Regions from separate parts of the Sus scrofa genome. Here region 1 is linked to region 2. Evidence: chromatin contacts called from public Hi-C data. All regions are on one chromosome and are shown on one strand. The core of a region is the stretch at or near the end of the contact, and the rest is flanking DNA. Distances in the headings are between cores, read along the strand shown.

The links. A called contact is a pair of places that touch in the nucleus more often than the background predicts.
Region 1: a Hi-C map of liver shows a contact between it and region 2, with 3 times the contacts expected there. The contact joins two enhancer-like sites. A contact is called at or near these places in 1 of 47 Hi-C or Micro-C datasets (liver) and 1 of 2 datasets of contacts at active chromatin or transcription factors (alveolar macrophages).

Annotation. Positions count from the first base shown.
Region 1 is chr3:127,610,298-127,614,728 of Sscrofa11.1, forward strand. No RefSeq gene overlaps it. Among named protein-coding and RNA genes, the nearest start is that of ID2, 110 kb to the left of the region's middle. Within about 2 kb of position 2,009, at least 34 of the 83 cell types and tissues checked have an H3K27ac peak or open chromatin away from gene starts, as enhancers often do. A contact at or near this core is called in liver, where this site is marked.
Region 2 is chr3:127,516,270-127,520,967 of Sscrofa11.1, forward strand. LOC106509912 (a long non-coding RNA gene) reads left to right here. Exons shown (of 3, transcript XR_002342872.1): 2 at 2,070-4,698. It overlaps LOC102160712 (a long non-coding RNA gene), which reads right to left. Exons shown (of 2, transcript XR_002342867.1): 2 at 1,603-4,698. Among named protein-coding and RNA genes, the nearest start is that of ID2, 15 kb to the left of the region's middle. Within about 2 kb of position 2,967, at least 10 of the 83 cell types and tissues checked have an H3K27ac peak or open chromatin away from gene starts, as enhancers often do. A contact at or near this core is called in liver, where this site is marked.

The sequences.
Region 1 (4,431 bases), core at 759-3,258, 93 kb after region 2:
TTGCAGAAAAGGGACGCCAAGGCCTAGGGCCAGTTCTGCCTCGGGGAGAGAGACCCCCCTGCCAGAGCTGTGAGCCGCTTTGCAGACTCTCCTCTGTTTCCCCCCCCCCCCCACCGTTGCTGCGTTCACTCCATTTCCGAGATAGGGGAACCGAGGCGCAGAAAGAGGAAGCGACCTGGGCCAGGGCACCCAAACTGTGAGTGGCAGATCTGAGATTTACTCTGGGCAGACTCCGAGGCTCACAGCCCCGCTCTAGCACCGCTTCCATGTGTCCCTCAGGCCCCAGGGCCTTTCGGTGGCTGTGGGTCACACGGTCACTCGTGGGGCGGCCGACACTACCGCCACCTGCCTCCCACCGGCTGGGCAGACAGGGGGAGACACGGCCTCTGTTTCCCGCCTCCCCAGCCCTGCTGCCGAGGCTGGTGCCTGAGCCCCGTGTCCCAACCTGCAGCCTGCAGAGCCCACCCCCGTGACCGACAGGCTCGTACATTTCCCCATTCAGCTGATGGTGAGTGCTGTGCTATTTTAAGCCCACATGGAAGTATTTTTTTTTCCTAAGGACCATCTGCTACCGGCCCCAGCCCAGATGATACAGTTAGAACTTACCCACAGCATCCTCTCCCGCCTTCAGACAGTTCCAGGAACAAGGGTGAGTCAGTCGCCCAGCTGAACTCCCGTCCTGCTAAGAGATGGCCCCGGTTTGGTGCCAGCGGAGGGGGCTGCTCACCCCGGGGGGCAGGGGCGCTGCTTCTCAGGGGCAGGAAAGGGACCCCTGCCCCTCACAGTGGTGCTGCCTGCAGAGAGAGCCTGGAGAAGGCCTGGGAAGGCTGAGTCCACCCTCCCAGCTGAGCCTCTTTTGGCTCAGAAGCTGAGACCTGGTTCGGGAGTTCAAGTGCGGACGATGAAGCGTGTCATGAAGGTGTCACGGAGAAGCGGGTGGCCAGCAGGGCACCTGCTCTGGCTGCTTCTGGGAGAACCCCGGGTGTGCTTTGGGGTGCCAAGAGGTTGGGTCCCCTCTCGCTGGATGCATGGGCCAGCATCCCCCCGAGGCCAGGGGGGATATTCCGAAACACTGACCACAGGCCCTCAGGGGTGGGCTCTGCTCACCTCCCCTCTCTCCCTCCCTCCCCGCCCCCAGGGGCTCCCCATGAAGAGAGGCTGTGTAACTCTGTGTATAGCACAGAGATTGGAGTCAGACCTTCTAAGCACTACTCCCCTGAGTCTCCGTTTGCTCATCTGTAAGATGGGAGCCATCGAACCTACGTTCCCGGATGTGCATGAGCACTAAGTGGTACCCTAGGAATTCCCACTGCAGCGCAGGGAAGTGCTGGGACACAGGTTGGATCCCCGGCCCAGCACAGTGGGTTAAGGATCCAGCATTGCTGCAGCTGCAGCGTAGGTTGCAACTACATCTGGGATCTGATCCCTGGCCCAGAAATGCCATATGCCGTGGGGCAGCCAAAAAGAAAGACCAAAACCAAAAACTGGGGCGATGTGTGCGAGGGGTCTGGTACTCTGCCCAGCTACTGTCGTCTGTGTCATTATGACCTTCAGAGGGCCTGTCCTTTGAGCCGGCTGAGATATCAGGTCTGCGCCCTGTCAAGCAGGGCTGCTGTGCCGCACATGCTCTGTTGGCCTGGGCCCCCTCTCCTACTGGGCACTGGTCATTTGGCTGCAGGGACTCTGGTTACTAGGCATGGGCAGCAGCTGACTTGAGCCTGGCAGGGTAGCCCTGGGCGGCTGTTATTTCATCACAGGCCCTCTGGCTAGACCGTTGCCTCTCTTGCTGTCCGTGGCAGAAGCCGGGACGCTCAGCCAGGGGGCTTCTCTGTGCTTCCTCCTGCCTCCTGGCTGCTCACTTCCCTCTCGGGCTGTGGGCTGTGCCCGTCTGGCGGCACCTCCCTCGGTTCTGACCCCACAGCTGTGTCCCCGAGCGCTATCGGGTGCATGCAGCCCTCCGAGGCCCCGGGAGTGGCCCTGTGAGCAGGCGAGGGGCTGAGGCCTGACAGCTCGGCTTCCTGTCTCAGAGTCTATCTGCTGCCGCTCTGCAGAGGCCTACAGTTTATCTGTGGCCAGTGTTCGCACCCATTTCCTGCCAGCTGCTACTGGTTTTTCACTCTGCTCCGATAGCACCGGTAACTGGGAAAGGACCCGGGCTGCGTGATTCACCCGCGCCGGCGGGCAGGGATGCCACGCTGGGGCACAGGGCCCTTCCCCACCGCACACGGAGGGACAGCACCGTCTCTGTCCCCTGGGCCTTCCCCGCAGGCCCTGGCGGGGAGACACAAAAAACACCCGCACATTCATCGCGCCCCGAAAGTTGCTTGTGTGTGTGTTCCTGCGCCCGTGTGGGGTCTAAGGGATTTTTTTTTTTTGAATGCACCCGGGCCGAAGCAAACGGTGTCTTGTTTGGAGAAGTCAGAATGTAACTCGGGGCTGAGCGTCGCCCCTCTGGCGGGGAGCCCCAGTTCTCGCTGAGGGACGGTGGTGGTGAGCTGGCGGTGGCCCAGTTGAGGATTGGGTAGTCACACCTAAAATTTTATTTCCTGGCATTTCACACAATGCGGAGGAAAATCCCCCACCACAGCAAGGGACTCCTTCAAATAGAAAACGAGAACGCGTCCATTCATTTTTATTTTTTATGTTTTGCTTTTTTATGGCTGCACCTGCGGCATATGGAAGTTCCCAGGCTCAGGGTGGAATCGGAGCTGAAGCTGCCGGCCTACACCACAGCCACAGAAACCCAGGGTCCGAGCTGCGTCTGCGACCTACACCCCAGCTCACGGCAATGCCGGATCCTTAGCCCCATGAGCAAGACCAGGGATCGAACCTTCATCCTCATGGATGCTAGTCAGGTTCTTAATCCATTGCGCCACAATAGGAACTCCCCATTTTTTTTTTTTTTTAAATGTGGTGGATCAGAGTTTTGAAGCGTCCTGAATGTAGATAAGCCTCTGGCTAAGTGTCATGAATTGGCTAGAGTGTGGCTTCCCAAGCCTGGGTTCAAGTGCAGGGAGCAGAGGTCTCTGCAGGGTGAGGCCAGGGCAGGCAGCAGCAGCACTCCAGAGCCGGAGGGGAATGCAGAACCCGTGGTCCAGACCCGCTGGCACTCAGGCTGGGTTTTACCCGGCTCTGCAGGTGGCCCTGCCGTGCCATCAAGCATGAGAAGATGCAGACCTCATTGGGAGGCTTTTAAATTTTTCTTGGGTGGCAAAGAATCAAAGTGGTACTCCAGTATGAAATGATTCACGCCACACGTAGTTACTGCCCTCCCTGGTGGGTACTAGACTGTGCGCTGGGTGCAGCAAGGGTCCACCTGGCATCCAGAGCCCACATCCCTGTCCCTGGTCTTGAGAAGGTGAAGTCCACGACAAGAATGCCGCCTGATCTGGGGACGTCCCCTAGTCAGGTGGGGGAGGGGTGCCGGGGGAGGGGCCTGGGCTATTTCACGGGGATGGGAATTACAGGAAAGGGAGGGGGAAAGCTGGATGGTGGCCTTGGTAGGTGTGGGGTTTATCCCAGCTCCGACACTGTGTAGTGCAGCTCACAGAAGCCCCTAAACATCTCAGCCTCAGCTTTCTCATCTGTACAATGGGCTGAATGATTTTGAGACTTAAATGAGGTAATACCTGCCACATGCCTCGCACAGCCCTCGCTAATATCTATAAGAGATGTTAGCAAGTATTGCATCTGAGGGCAGTGGGGAGCCATGGAGGGTTTCTAGCCAGTCAGTGACACGAGCAGGATACTCTCTTTCCTCCTGGAAATGCCTCGGACCTTTAGGCCAGGAGAAGCTCTTTGTTGAGACTGAGACGCCCGTACCATTAATATTTCCAGCTATAATCAAATTTAAAACATGTCTGAGAAAAATGTTAGGTGTTTCCTTTGTGGCTCCGTGGGTTACGAACCTGACTAGTATCCATAAGGATGTGGGTTCGATTCCTGGCCTCGCTTAGCGGGTTAAGGATCCGGTGTAGCTGTGAGCTGCAGTGTAGGTCACAGACACAGCTCAGATCTGGTGTGGCTGTGGCTGTGGCTGGCAGATGCAGCTCCAATTCCACCCCTATTCTGGGAACTTCTATATGCCACAGGTGTAGTCCTAAAAGGGGGGAAAAAAAAAGAAAGAAAGGAAAAAAAAATATGTTAAAACTCCTAACAAGCACCCTGCTTCCTCAATCGGCCTATCTTTGGATCCTAAAAGCTGCCACAAGCAGAATCCAAAGCTATGTTTTTTCTTTGGATTGGGAACAAAATTGTAGAATGACAACTCAGTTTTTCCCTCTCAAAACGTCCCAAGGCTCCGAGTATGAGAATATGCTGTAGCTTTCAAAACCCGTGCCTGTAGGGGTGGCTGAGAGACAAACCCCCCTGCCCTCGGGCGGGACCAGCTCTGACGGTCCCCACCGCAGTGGCCTGCCTTCTCCACACACT
Region 2 (4,698 bases), core at 1,717-4,216:
ACTACCAAATTTAAGCAGTCTGTGTTTTGTTAGTGCTAAAGTTCTGCCTTTCATTTTTAAATATTTTTAAAACTTGTAGTCGATTTACAATATTGTATCAATTTCTGCTGTACAGCATGGTGACCCAGTCTCACACACACACACACACACACACACACACACACACACACACATTCTTTTTCTCATATTATCTTCCATCAGGTTCTATCTTGCTTTTTAATTGAGTACAATTTCTGTCTACAAGTGTCTAGTCCTGCTTGCTGCTCTGGCTCCATCTTGGCTATTTCCCTCTGTGAGCAAAGTCCTACAATTTCTATATTCCCAGGACGTGGCTGATTCCTCAGAGCAGCGGTGCTTCAGTCGTTTGTGGAATCTTGGCCTGACTCTTCCAGCTCAGCTGTCCAGTCCCTGTTTCTCCCGGGAGGGCGGCGCATGGCAGGGCAGTGGCCCCAGCTGGCAAGTGACTCAGCATGACTCAGCAGCTTGACTTTTAGGGGAGCCAGAATATTCTGCCACACAACCACCATATGGTAAACATTCGCACTATTGAGCGAAATCACTGTAAATTAAACACACCGGTCTTAAAAAAAAAAAAAGGCCCAGATTGCCTCACACCCAAACTGGAGAGATGAGCTGAAGGATGATGCAGAGAGCAGGATGACAAAGGCTCTTTCTGATGGGTTCCAAGTGCAGAGCTGTTGCTCAGAAGGTGGGGTGGGGTGGCGTGGGGTGGGGAAGGCTGGGGGCGGGGGTCGGGGAAGAAGCAGAAGCACCTGTGCTTCCTCGTGGAGGTGGCCCCTCTTGGCTTCAAAAAGAGAGCAGGGGTTCCCATTGGGGCTCAACAGGCTCAGAACCCGACTTGTACCCGTGAGGATGAGGGTTCAATCCCTGGCTTTGTTCAGTGGGTTTAGGATCCGGTGTTGCCGTGAGCTGTTAGCGTGGGTTGCAGACGTGGCTCGGATCCAGGGTTGCCGTGGCTGCGGTGTAGCTCCGCAGCTGCAGCTCCCGTTCTACCCCTAGGCTGGGAACCTCCATATGCCAAGGGCATGGCTGGAAAAAGATAAAAAAGATGAAAAAGAAAAGGAAAACAGCCAACCACGCCGATTTTAACCTGGCTGCATCTGTTTTATTTATTTGGGGGAAACTTATCCTTTATTCTGCAGTTTTAAGCTTGGGGAATCTTGAGCTTCTTTCCTTTCCTTTTTCGATGTGGTGCCAATGCCTGGCTCTTTTTAAAGGCCATCGCTGCCGCTGACACTTGGCAGTCTCTGCAAATGAGACGATGGCCTGAATCCCACCGAGAGGCCCTCCGCAGCCCTCCGTGGCAAGCCAGCCGAGCTCTCAGCCTGCTTCCCCTCCGAGTGTCCAGGGTCATCGTGTTAAGCCTTTGGTTAAAGAACAGCCTCTTTGAAGCAGCTGCTCTAGGCCGGCCTTCTCGTCCCGGATGGTTTCTCGGTATTTGGTGCTCACGTGACAGAGGGCATACGCTGGATTCCTGGCCTTTTAGAGTTCGCTGTTTTCTTCAGCTGAAGTAGCTTGTTATGCTTTAGAAAGATTTTGCTTTTTAGGTCATAAAGTGGAGCTTGAAGACTGGAAGAGGGCTTTTTTTTTTTTTTTTTTTTTTTTTTGGTATGTTTTGTTTTATTTGAATGTCTTGACTCTGTGCTGCAAAGAATCTGGGAAAACTAGAGGTTAGCCTGGAGAGGTTTTTCGGAAAGTTCAGGCTGTCCCTTGGGCTCGGGGTTTATCCCTGGGGCAGGTGGGTATGGTGGCTTTCAGGCCATCATTGTCCTCTCACCTGTTCTGGTTCTTTGAACTCCGCTGAATACCCCCGGAATGTTCTCACATCATAAGCTCCTGGGGAGCAGAGCCTGGTTTACCCTTTGCACCCCTGGACCCTTCAAACAACAACGGTGTGGCACGAGGCACGAGAAGGAATGAAGATGCGTCTGTTGGCTGCAGTGAAAACACTCTCTACATCAAAGGCTATTCCCTGATTCTCCTTTTATGCTTTTATTTTTCTTCTTTTTCTTTTCTTCTTCTTCTTTTTTTTTTTTTTTTTCATATAGATGTTCCAGGCTAAGGGTGGAATTGAAGCTGCAGCTGCCAGCCTATGCCACAGCCACAGCCACGTGGGATCTGAGCTGCATCCTCAACCCACGCCACAGCCTGTGGCAACACCAGATCCTTAACCCACTGAGCGAGGCCAGGGATGGAACCCACATCCTTGTGGACGCTGCTCGGGTTTGTAACCCACTGAGACGCGATGGGCAGTCCCTGGTTCTCCTTTTAAAACAAGAGACTAATGACTCTAGATCCCCCCAGATCGAGGGAGCGGGGCGAGGAGGCCCCCGTGTGTCCTGGAAGAGGTTTGCTGCTCGAGGAACCCTGGGGAGGGGGAAAGCTAGACTATGAGACACCCACCGCTGAGCCCAGACTGTGACCTTTTCCGAATGGATCTCGACCTTCAGGGCACGAGACCAGATGCTTTCTGCGATTACTTTTTAAAAAAAGACCTTCACATGGTCTGAGTTGCGTTTTGCTGTTTAATTTTTAACCGACAGTGCCTCTGTTGAGTCTGCTTCTGGGAAGAAAACTGTATTTAGAGGTGACCCGCAGTTTACCAGAATAGAGCGAAGGCAGCGCAGAACTTCTCAAAGACGGCCCCAGTTTTCTTAGATAGCACTGTTTTTTGTTTTTTTCCCTCCCATGTAAAGCCCTCCGGAAACTTAGGTGAACGCCAGCTTGGAATTTTGTCCCATCCCCCTGCCGCGGGCCGAATGATGGTGTCTCCTCCAAATTCATGTGTTGAAGCCCTAACCCCCGTGTGTGGGTGTTTGCAGGTGGCCTCTGGTAGGTGACAGGGATTAGATGGGGCGGTGAGGGAGGGGCCGCCCTGATGGGACCAGGGTCCTCCTAAGAAGAGACACCAGACAGCTTGCTCCTCCCCCCTGCCCCACGTGAGGAGCCGGCTGCCACCCTGCCAGGGGCAGAGGGCTCTCACCGGGCACTGAATCCACCGATGGCGTGATCCTGGACTTCCTGCCTCCAGAACTGTGAGAAATCAATGTTTGTCATTTAAGCCAGCCCGCCTCCCCCCACCCCCACTTCCCGCCTCAGTTCTGTGCCCTGATCCCCAGCCCGGGCCCCTCCGAGGGCTGTTCCCTCTGGGAAGTCACAGCCCCCTGGGGCCCAGGATCGGATATTAGCCCACGCCTCTGACCCTTCCCAGCTGCCCTGCCTTCGGGATGATGTCCAGATTCTGACGGTGCTGCAGGTCCTGGCAGGTTGTGACCGACCTGCTGTCCCACCTGAGCTGTCACCCCTGCTCCTGTCACAGCACTCCTGACCGACCTGCTTGCTGCTCCACAGAGTTCTCTCCTGTGCGGGGTGGGGGTTTGCTTCTCTGTCCATCCTGCTCTCGGGGGCTCCCTTCATCCTCCTTTGGTGGCCTGGTCCTTCTTTGTCCCCAATCTCAAATGTCACTTCTGCTAAAATCTCCCCTGGCCCACCTGGGCCCCCTCTCCCCAGAGTCTCCCCTTCAGAGCCACAAGCACCAGGCTGGGCTGCCTCCTGGTCGAATCCTTTGAGCTTTGCAGCCCCTGCGGCGGCCCCGCCAGGGGAGCTTTCATCACAGACCGGGCCTGGCAGGTGGGGCCATGTCCAGGGGGCAGACGGCCCTGCCCCCACTAGGACACCAGGGTAGAGGCTCTCCGAGCGTGGACCATGATATCAGTGCCACTGGGACGGTCAAGGGTGAAGATTCTCAGACCTCATCCAGGCCGGTGAATCAGAAGCCCCGGGGAGGTGTGCTCCTGCAAGCCCCCCAGGGGATTCTGATGCCGGCCAGGTATGAGAGCCCCGGGCCGGGGAGAGAACTGCCAGGATGAGCTGCCGCCCCCTTGGCAGCCTCCCCTGTCCCCTGTGCACTCAGGTCTCCACGTCAGCATCCGAAGCCTCTGTGTCCTGAAGGCGCACTCCGAGGAGACCGTTTGCCACCAAAGCTTAAAGCCAGGTGTCAATAAACCCACTGGGGACCAGGCCGGACGGACTTTGGAAGAAAAGGTGCTGTGTGCCCTTCAGCAGTTCCAGCGAAAGGCCCATCAGTTGGTGCCTCGGTCCCCTGGGCTCCCAGCCAAGCACACCTGACTGGATTAATGAGCATCTGGTTGGGGAAGAAAAGGAGCCAGAGGCGGCAGGTGAAAGTCCCAGTTGGAGCCGTGTGGACACTGCCTGGGATCCTGGTGCAGGGGCTTGTTACTTTATGAGGCCTGGACATGGCATCTGTCATGTTCATGGACCCATAATCTGCTATTGCCAGAAAGGAGCCCCGAAGGTCACTTTGCACTGTTTTTGAAATTACAGTTGAAGACAAAGGTCTCAGCCACTCCCGTCTCCCTGCGTCCTGAGCGGACATCTGCCCTGGGAGTGGGGTTTGAGCTCGGCCAGGCACCCCTGGCCTCAGCAGAGATGCTCTTGGAGGCCAGAGGAGAGGGGGAGCCTCTCACTGGGAGCTCGGGCCCCCCAGGGCTGACCTGCCCCTCCCTGCTCTCCCCTAGGCTGGCAGTAAGGGTGCAGGGGTGCTGGAGAGTCACCGAGGGGTTATGCTGCCTCCAAGTCTGCCCCAGTTATTGGAGGCTTCCCAGGAATTTGGGGGCACATAGCTCTTTGTATTCTTGGGGTTTTGTCCAATTCTTG